Linked DNA regions of Sus scrofa: all the other regions are linked to region 1. Evidence: chromatin contacts called from public HiChIP or PLAC-seq and promoter capture Hi-C data. All regions are on one chromosome and are shown on one strand. The core of a region is the stretch at or near the end of the contact, and the rest is flanking DNA. Distances in the headings are between cores, read along the strand shown.

Region 1 (3,066 bases), core at 231-2,730:
TCAAGGTATAATCTCTTGGGGACCAAACCCCTCTGATGATGTTAACAAACATTCTCATATTAATAAAGATACTATTCTCCCCCCCCCTTTCTTGGTGTGACCTTGCCAGGGATCCAGCCTGAGCCACAATAGTAACAATGCCAAATCCTTAACCTCTAGGCCACCAAGGAACTCCTTTTCTCTTTCTCCTCCCCTCACCACCCTTCTAGAAAATCAGCATCTGGACATTTCGAGGAGAGGAAGGCAGAGCATCTCCTTCATTCCAACCTGCCAAAAAGACACTGGCACTTACCAGCAAAGACATCTATCTGTACCCCATGACCCCGCAGAGAGGGAATGTGTTTTCCTCTTTCTGGTGGCTTCCTACCTCTCTGTGATTGACAAGTAGTTACAGATCCTGGAGATTGATAAAAAACAAAACCAAATCCTGCTGTGATCCTTTCACAGCCGGGCCCTTCCTGTTTGGTCTCTGAATGAGTTGCAGGCAGGACTATGGCAATCGCAAAGGAGAAGGCTGAAGGGAACATCAACGCCGCCCCCCCAAACCCCCCACCGCCCGCCCAAGACAAGACGAGGGATGGAGAGAGACCCATCCCGTGGGTCTACAGCTGCCGGTACTTCAGGCACCGGCGTGGGAGAGACATACCGGCGAAAGGAGAGAGCCCCCAAACCCAGAGCAGGTAGGTCTTAGGAACCCTGGGAGAGTCACCTTCCCTGGCCTCCCTTTTCCTCTGGTGTCATCTGGGAGGCACAGGGGAGAATCCCTGACAGGATTGTCTTGGGCAAACCACACGCCCTTGCGCCTCATTGTTCTTATTTGTAAAGGGAAGGGGTATGCAGTAGGTACCTCTGAAATGCTGTGGTTCTGAGGCTGATATGAGGCAGGAGAGACGAAGTCTCGCGAAGCCAAGCAATCTAGAAGCTTCTGGAAGTGGCTACGCTGCTCGCTCCCGACCAGTGGTTCTCGAACTTGAGGTGTATCAGAATTCCCTGGAGGGTTTGCTAAGGGGGGACTTAGCACTCCCAGAGTTGCCTTTCAGTAGCACTAGGGTAAGACCTGAGAATTCACCTTTCTAACAAGTTCCCAGGTGCTGCCCCTGCCGCTCGTCTGCGGCTCACCTGTCGAGCAAGCATCGCTGCTCTAGTCTACCTCCGCCCAGTGGAAGGAGGCTTCTGCGATGAAGGTCACCTAGGAGGAGCTTAGGAGTGCCCCCTTCAGGATGCGTACCTTTTCTTCCCACCTGCAGGGGGCAGCCTCGTTCTGCCTCAGCCTAGACGAAGGACCAGGATAACAAGGAAGGTAACTCCCGATTAAATACGCCCATTTCCTGAAAATTCTAGATAGACGCTAAAGTTACCCACGGGCCTGAGTCCGAGCCCTAGACAGGGGAGCTCTTTTACTCTGAGTTGTTCCCAGCCTGGGCTGGCGAGGGCTCTACTACCGAAAGTGGGCAGCTCTGCTGATGCCGGACTCCCGGGGCAGGGAGTGCGCTTCATTCGCCTGAAAGCTCACCCTGCTAGCAAAGTGCTGCCTCAGCGTCAGGGCCCAGGAAATGTTCCACGGAAGAACAAATTAATATTTGTTTGAAGATCTGTGCAAGAACTAGTGAGAGAGAAGGGCAGAAAATGATGGAATGAATTTTAAACATGGTCAGTCTAGCAGGAGACACTGACCACTGTTTCAGAAAACGAGAGCGTTTTCTGAAGCTGGGTGATTCTCCCTCGTGAAACAGCGCAGGGCCTCCCAAAAGCTGCAGCATTCGGCGGAGCAGAAGGCTGCAGGAGCAAAACCTGCCAGAAGGGGGCGCCTCGACATTTCCTCCTCGGAGTCAGCCCCAAGCAAGGCATCCGCCAGTCCTTCCATTATCTTAAAAAAAAAAAAAATTATACTGCAGGGTGCCTCAAACTTTTATTTAAAACAAGGTGAAAGTAAATAATCAATATAAAAAAAACCCCAAGCTGAACAAAAGCCTTCTATTTGTGCAGCAAACAGCCTATCAAGTCCAGAGGGAGGCAGTAACTGCCATTCAGAAGGAAGCTGCCTGGCCAATAGACTTGCCCAGTGTGGAGGAGGAAGACAATTTGGGGGCAAGGAAGAAGAAGCAGCAGAGGCTCTGACATGGGTAGAAGGTGTTTGGGGTGGGGAGAGAAGACTAGTCTGCTTGGAAAGGACTCCTCTTCCCTCTTCATCCTTCAGGCTGGGAGGTCTGATTAGGGCCTGAGGATGATCACAACAGTCAGAATATCTACCCTGGTGTGCTCAGTTTCCCACTACCGCAGATTTCTGCCCAAATTCCAGATATTTAGAACATATGAAAGTGGTATACGCCAGGCCCACTGTCAGTAGGAGAGGCCTCCTAGGTGGGTCTCTAAGGGTGGCTCTAGGCCTGTTCTGCCCCATTCCTACAGTCTCAGAGTTCCTCTAATGGCCATAGTGATCATGCCATGGGGCGAGATCTGCATGTAAGACCGGCCGTGGACGTGAGACAGAGCAACCTCACAGGATGCAGCTGGAGGTCAACTCACAACCAACCATTGCGGCAACAAGTGACCCTCGTTAGCAACATTATCTGTCCCCTGCACTTGTAGCAGGACACATCATGATGTGGCACTTTTCACTAAAGTGTTCCTCATGCTTTTTATCTCTCCTTTTTTGCAGAATGCTCCTCCTCCTATGTTGTTAGTCTGCTTTGGTGGTGTCATCATTCACAAAATCTCCTAAACAAGAAACTTTCTAGCTATTTATTTTTTATTTTTTTACTCTGTGCCACATTCAGCCAGCCAAGAAATCCTAATTATTCTATCTCTTAAATAATCTCTATCCTCTCTCCTCCACAGTCACTGGTTAGGATTCATCTGGATGGCTAGTCACCTCTGTTTTCTCTAATTCCATCCTCAGCACTGATTCCAATGCTCTGAAAGTCATATTTGATGATGAAGTTCTCTTGCTTAAAAACCATTGGTAGCCCCCTGAGGCCTACACAGGATGAGGACACATTGCTTTTGGGAACCAGGCTTGGTATAGCTAAACAAATGAGATGGGGACAATGATTGGGGGTAAGAGAG
Region 2 (3,111 bases), core at 517-3,016, 370 kb after region 1:
GACTGGGAATTGAGTGTAATTAGCATTGTGCTAGGTTTAAATGAGGTTTAAATTAACTCTAATGTGTAGAAGAAGCTCAAGGCTCAGCCAAGAACCCAAAGCTAGTAGCTGGCAGAGGTAAGTCAAGTTTGACTCTAGTGCTCAAGTCTTTTCCGCTATTTCCCCCATTGCTACTTGATGTCAAAGGGGTGGAAATAACCAGATCTACCCCCTCATCAGTCCTTCCCAACCTCAGTCCAGGACAGCAGGGAAGACTGGCTGGGTGGGTAGGATTGTTTTCCCCTGGATAATGGACGGTCTACCTACAGGATGGCAGCACTGTGTTTGGGGTACAAAGCACGGATAAGCCACCGGCTAGCCGCAGGGGCAAGACAGCTTACAAAACCAACATCAGCACAAAGCAAAGGGATAAGCCCAAGACACACCAAGGAGGAGAAGTGGCTCGAAGATTCCTGGTAAGATGAAAAGTATTGAATGTTCATTGTCAAGCACTGCATATTAGATTCTGTGCGTCAGCATTTTTTTTTCATTTCAGAAGCTTTTATTTTTCTTATTTTTTAAATAGTTCATGCTTACACATGGTACAAACGCAGTAAGGTACAAAAGGTATACCGTGAAAAATAAATCTTTCACCTCTATCCCCCAGCTACCCTCCCTGGAGGCATTCAGTGTTGACAGAATTGATCCCTGCCCTCCCCTCCCCCCTCTGGAGGTGCAGAAACTGCGTTTTCTTCATGCAACGAAAATACAGACCTTTCTAATGCGGCAAATTTGAAATGGATACATTAAAAAATATATCAGATTTACAAACGTTTTATATATATATATATATATATATAGTAACTGTATTGTCTATAATGACTTCTTGCTCAAAAGTTCCCATTGATGTAGGTGGAAAACACTCGATCTTGCCAATTAAAAACACCTCGGTCCTTAAACCAGTCTCCCTTGGGAAATCACTGGCTTTCGGGGTTTCTCTCTCATCCCAGGGTTCTCCTCTCCCCTTCCCTTTCCCCGAATGTTGCCCAGGTGGCAGGCACACTACAGGGGAGGTGCAGGGAAGGCCTGCCAACTGCCAGGCTTTCCTGGCCTCAAGGCTTTGGTGAGTAAATTGTTCTCTCTGGCCTTTGGGTTACCGTGATTCCAGCTACTCACTGGGATCTGAAGGTCGCACACCTTATACCTTCTTGGCCCAAGGCCAGGCCTCTTCCAGCCCATTCACCCCGCCAACCTCCATCATTCCCCGACAGGGTCTCCTGACAACCACGCACAGACCCGGGAACTGGGAGCACGGTCTCCAGGCCTCTGGTTGCCCAAACCTAACATTTCCACCTCTCTGCAGTTGGCCTGGTTCCAAAGGGGAACACAGGGTCCACACCTCTCCTGAACTTAGGGCTCCGCCACCCCTCCTCTGGGGCACCCTGTGCTTATACCCTCTGACTCTCACAGCTTCCTGGCTGCTGCTTAAACTTTTATCTTCCCTGACAGTCATGGGAAAATGGCTCTCACGTCACATCCTGTGTTCTTCCTGGCACTGTCTGTGACCTGCTTGGGGTGGGGGCAGTCCTCCAAGCTCCGCCTCATCCGTGTATAGTTACATATATTTTTCATTTAGCCAAGTCTGGCTTTTACGAATCAAAAGCACTTAATTTCAAACTATTGTCTTCCTATGAATTTTTTTAAATCCTGTTTTGAAACTCAAAGCTAAATGATGACCTATGCACTCTTGGCTGGGTTTTTTTCCTCCCCGTGACTCAAAGCATGACATTGACTCAATGGGTGGGTGAGCCATGGGGACAGGGCTGATTGGGAAGGCAAACATGCTGATTGAGTATCTCATAAATGTTATCTCCATTACATCAGCATAAGGTTTCCAGTGCTCAGAGGAAGCCAATGTCAGTGTGGTAAATGTTACCAAGTTTTCAGTTGTGATGTTGGGTACACCCACTTCATGTGAAAACTTCATGGTCCGCAAACTGAGTATAAGCAAAACCTAATTGTGTGAATTCTGCCATTATCCACCCAGTTAGGCAGTACAAGCGTGAGTCATTCTGGATTCCTCTCTTTTCTTCGCACCCCATATATCCATCTGCTATTCAGAACCATCAAAGGGAAGGGGAGACTTTTTCTGATAGTCACCAAAGCGGCGTATGGGCCAGCAGTAGAAGCCCATGTCTGTCATTGGACTTTCTGCCATTGTCTCCTCCCTGGTCTCCTTGCTTCTATGTTTGACTTCCTACAATCTCTTCTCCACAAAGCAGCCAGACTTATCTTTTAAAATATAATTTAGGAGTTCCCGTCGTGGCGCAGTGGTTAACAAATCCGACTAGGAACCCTGAGGTTGCGGGTTCGGTCCCTGCCTTTGCTCAGTGGGTTAACAATCCGGCGTTGCCATAAGCTGTGGTGTAGGTCGCAGACGCGGCTCGGATCCCGTGTTGCTGTGGCTCTGGCATAGGCCGGCGGCTACAGCTCCGATTAGACCCCTAGCCTGGGAACCTCCATTTGCCACAGGAGCAGCCCAAGAAATAGCAAAAAGACAAAAAATAAAAAAAATTAAAAAATAAAATAAAATATAATTTAGATCTTATCACTTCCCAGCTTCCTTGCCTTAAACCCTCCAATAGCTTCCTATCACTCTTTGAACTGACTCCATCTCCCTCTTCAGCCTTACCTCCTCATCTCCTTCCAAACCTTCCCCCTTACTCTGCTCCAGCCACACTGCCCACCTTTCTGCCCTCAAATACACCAGCCTCATTTTGACCCCAAGGCCTTTGCACTTACTCTTTCTTTATTAGCAAAACTCTTCCCTAGATTGTCATACTGCTGCCTCCTTCTCAGCCTTCAGGCCTCAACTCAGATGTCGTCAAGCAGCCACATCCCACCCCAGGTACCACTGACCAAATTACTCTATTTATCTTCGTAGCCCTTAGTTCCTGAAATTGTATTATTTATTTACATGTTTATTACCTATCTCCTCCTCACTTGGAATGTAACCACCTTGGACAAGAGTTTGATTTGCCTTCCTCAGAATGATATTTTTGCGTTAAACAGTGCCTGGCGCATAATAAACAGTATGTATGTGTGGACCAAAACCAACTTATTTCATCCAAA
Region 3 (3,258 bases), core at 321-2,820, 380 kb before region 1:
TCCTAGGGGCCAATAAGGGATTTAATACCTTGGAAGTGTTGACTTATTGGTAGTGTGTCCAAGGGAAAAGAGGGCTAGTATGGGGGTTGCAAAAATGACTACAATATTTTGCAGTGCCTTTCATCAGGAGTTAGAATCTGCTTCCCCATCTCTTGAGTCTGTCCCGGCCTGGTGACTCAATTAAACCAAGAGAATGTGGCAAAAGCAAGGGTGGCCTGTTCCCAGCTTAGACCTCAAGAAGCCTTGTGGCTTCTGCTCTCCCCATCCGGAACCCCACTGCTACAGCAAGAAGCCTGGGGTCGGCTCAACTGTTGGTCAGTGGTCCACTCGCCCTTTCACCCCAGCTGACAGTGTGCTAACCACCAGATGTGTGGGTGAGGCTATCCTAAACCATCCAGGGACCTGCCAGCTCACTATAGACACATACACAGGCCCAGCAGAGCCAGGCTAGAAACCGCCCAGCTGACCCACAGAGTGAGGAGCAAATAAATACATGTTTCTTTACTGGGTGGCTTGTTGTGTAGCAATAAATACAGCAGAAAATAGCTCAAAGAGAAGGAAGGTATGAAGCTGGAGGAACTCCCACCAGACAGTATGGATAGGTAGAAACCCTTCAGACAGGGAAAAGAGATTCAGAGGAAAAGAATGGGGGGCTGGGGGAGAACTGCCTGTTTTCTCAGAAACCCAGCACCCTCACCTCTTCCGCCTTCCATACTCTTCTGGGGAGAAACTCCAGCTAGAGAAGCTAAACCAGGAGTACTCTACTGCCCACGGGAAGGTGGCCACCTCTTGGCAGACATGCTGGTGTTGCATGTTGGGCAGAAAGAGGATCCAAGACAGTCCTGTGGACCTGGGATCCTGTGTGCCATGGATTGGCTCCAGCTGCTCTCACTGGAGTTCCCCCCATCCAGAAAATAAGCTGTGTGAACCTCAACTTAGGTAGCAGCTGTGAGGATGAGGAGAAGCTGGCCAAAGGGCAGAAGTATGTAGGATGTACAAGGAACTAGAATACTAGGGGCAAATTGAAAGAGAGGAAATGGCTACTGGGGATGGGGCAGCCTAAAATAACACTGCTGTTCAGAGTACAAAAGGATGCCCCCAGGAACTACTAACAGGGGGAAAAAGATTCTTTTTTTTAAAGAATTTAATAATACTTATTAATAATAAGTATTAATGTTTAATAATACATTTAATGATACTTATTAAATGTTACCGCCATACATAACGTATATACCATGGTTGAATCGTGTCTTTTGGTGGTGACCTTGGTGATTTTTTGACGGAGCCGGCCACCTGCCCTTGTTTTAGGGGTTACTCTCTTTCCAGGCATTTCAATTTTTAAAAGAATCAAAGCAGGCAGCCACTGAGAATGGAACCAGGATTTTTAGCCCCTTCATCAGGTTCTTGGCCTGGGTACTAGCCCCGGAACCACAAAAGGCATCTCCCAGGACCTTGGCGTCGCACAGTTTGAATTCCCTTCCTTCCAAGAAAGGTCCCGAGTTCCTCAGCCTCAGGGAAGCTGCTCTCCGCGCTCCCTCAGGAGACTGAGGGTGGGGACGGCCGGCCCCCCGAGAGCCCACCAGAGGGCGCTGCTCGGTCGCCGGGAGCGCCGTGTCCGCCTGGGCGTGTGGCCTGGTGTGGGCATTTTTGTGTCGTTTAAATGCCAGCATTGATTGCTCACTTCTTTCCCAAACATGTTTCTAATTTACCCGGTATCTTTTCTAAGTGAAAAACTTAAGAAAAAAAATGCATACTGAACTTTAGTTCCAGAAAGAGCAAAAGGGGTCTAACACCAAAAGCAGTTTTGTCCCGGAAACCTCTGGGACTGGAGTCAGGACAGCCAGCATGGGCTCACCAGATGCTACTCACCGGTTAGGACAGAGGCACGTGGAAAAAAGCACACCGAACCTCGGTCCTGCAAACGCCCTTGCTAGCAACCAACAAACCCGTAGCTTTTTGCTACAATAGACAGGTTCGTTTCGGCCAAGTTCAGGAGCTGGTGGCCGCGCGGGTCGGTGGAGGGTCCACCTATGGCCCTCAGCGGCCGGACAGCCCCAGCTTGCCGCCTGGCCCCTAGCGTCGTATGGCGCCGAGGGTCGGGGTGGGGTGGGGGTAGGGGTGGGACCAGGGGTGCGTGGTCGCGGAGGTGGGGATGGGGGGGCAATCGGGGCGCTCAGGGCAGCATTACCCGCACAGGGTGAAGGCAGGGATGCAGGGGCAGGATGACGAAGAGGAGCGCGGCAGAGGGAGGGAAAGTCCTGTCTGGTGGTGGTGGCGGGCACCATCCCTAGGGCTTGGATGGAAGCCTGACAGCCATAAATAGAAGTCATCCGCGAAGAGACCTAAAGACACGTTAGGCTGCTGGGAGTTCTCTAGGAGAGAAAGCTCCTAATCTCGGGGTGGGGGCTGGGGAGGGAAGCTGGCGGGGGCGGGGGGTGGTATCTGATTGACAGCTGGGTTCTCTTTTTTCAGACCAGGAAAAAAGGAAAAAAAAAAAAAAAAAAAAAAACCCTGTCCCCTGGGGAGATGTCTCAGTCACTTTTCTCCTGCAGGAAGCTGCTTCTTGTTGGAGCCTCCTGGGATTGGCAGAGTTAAAATCCTTTAACCCAGGATGCCTTGGGCCTTTTGTTCCGCTCTGACAATGGAATTGGGTGGAGGGGGCTGGGAAGGCAAGGAGCTGGGTCGGGGATATCCGTAGCTGGGGGTCTGCTGAAGCTGTGTTCAGTCACAGGGTGAAAAAAAGCAATTTCTTTGTTCGTGTGCGTGTGTGCGTGTGTGTTGGGGGGAAGGTGTAAGGAACACGGGGCACCAGCGCACTAACACGTGTACGAGTGCCTGCTGTGCAGCTCAACAAACCCTTAATTACCCAGGGAGATCTTCCAAAACTGGGAACTCAATATTGGTCCCTAAAAGGTTGGATAATGGGTTTTTCTTGCATCTCGCTCCAAGGGGACAGATCCCCAGCTCCCTTGGGCTCCCAGATTCTTCTAGATGTCTTTGTCTTCTAAAATTCTGTGCCCCCAGGGGACAGCACTTAGTTAAAGACACTCAGAAATGTATACCCTTCAGCCATATTAATCATCTTAAAGCCTTTACTTTGAACATATCATGTCCTTGATTCATAATTGTCAGTGGCACCCACTAATTCAAAGGAATTGGAGTGACAGCGTTCAAGTGTTCAAACCCTCTTACTGTGCAGGCTTTTCTCCTCCCGCTCTCCTGTGTGCCATGTGTCCTCCCTTGTAGCCAGCCTAGCCC

Evidence for each region. Promoter capture Hi-C pulls out the DNA fragments that hold promoters and counts their contacts. HiChIP or PLAC-seq counts read pairs in DNA pulled down with a chosen protein or histone mark.
Region 2: a contact with region 1 is called in a promoter capture Hi-C map of liver, with 6 times the contacts expected there. The contact joins two enhancer-like sites. A contact is called at or near these places in 1 of 5 promoter capture datasets (liver), 24 of 47 Hi-C or Micro-C datasets (adipose tissue, alveolar macrophages, blood and 14 more) and 2 of 2 datasets of contacts at active chromatin or transcription factors (alveolar macrophages and skeletal muscle).
Region 3: an H3K27ac HiChIP or PLAC-seq map of alveolar macrophages shows a contact between it and region 1. The contact joins two enhancer-like sites. A contact is called at or near these places in 2 of 47 Hi-C or Micro-C datasets (blood and liver) and 1 of 2 datasets of contacts at active chromatin or transcription factors (alveolar macrophages).

What each region holds. Positions count from the first base shown.
Region 1 is chr3:77,445,946-77,449,011 of Sscrofa11.1, forward strand. No RefSeq gene overlaps it. Among named protein-coding and RNA genes, the nearest start is that of AFTPH, 25 kb to the left of the region's middle. Within about 2 kb of position 1,481, at least 46 of the 83 cell types and tissues checked have an H3K27ac peak or open chromatin away from gene starts, as enhancers often do. A contact at or near this core is called in adipose tissue, alveolar macrophages, fetal liver and 6 more, where this site is marked.
Region 2 is chr3:77,813,780-77,816,890 of Sscrofa11.1, forward strand. No RefSeq gene overlaps it. Among named protein-coding and RNA genes, the nearest start is that of VPS54, 41 kb to the right of the region's middle. Within about 2 kb of position 1,767, at least 27 of the 83 cell types and tissues checked have an H3K27ac peak or open chromatin away from gene starts, as enhancers often do. A contact at or near this core is called in adipose tissue, alveolar macrophages, fetal liver and 6 more, where this site is marked.
Region 3 is chr3:77,069,996-77,073,253 of Sscrofa11.1, forward strand. No RefSeq gene overlaps it. Among named protein-coding and RNA genes, the nearest start is that of SLC1A4, 100 kb to the left of the region's middle. Within about 2 kb of position 1,571, at least 41 of the 83 cell types and tissues checked have an H3K27ac peak or open chromatin away from gene starts, as enhancers often do. A contact at or near this core is called in alveolar macrophages, where this site is marked.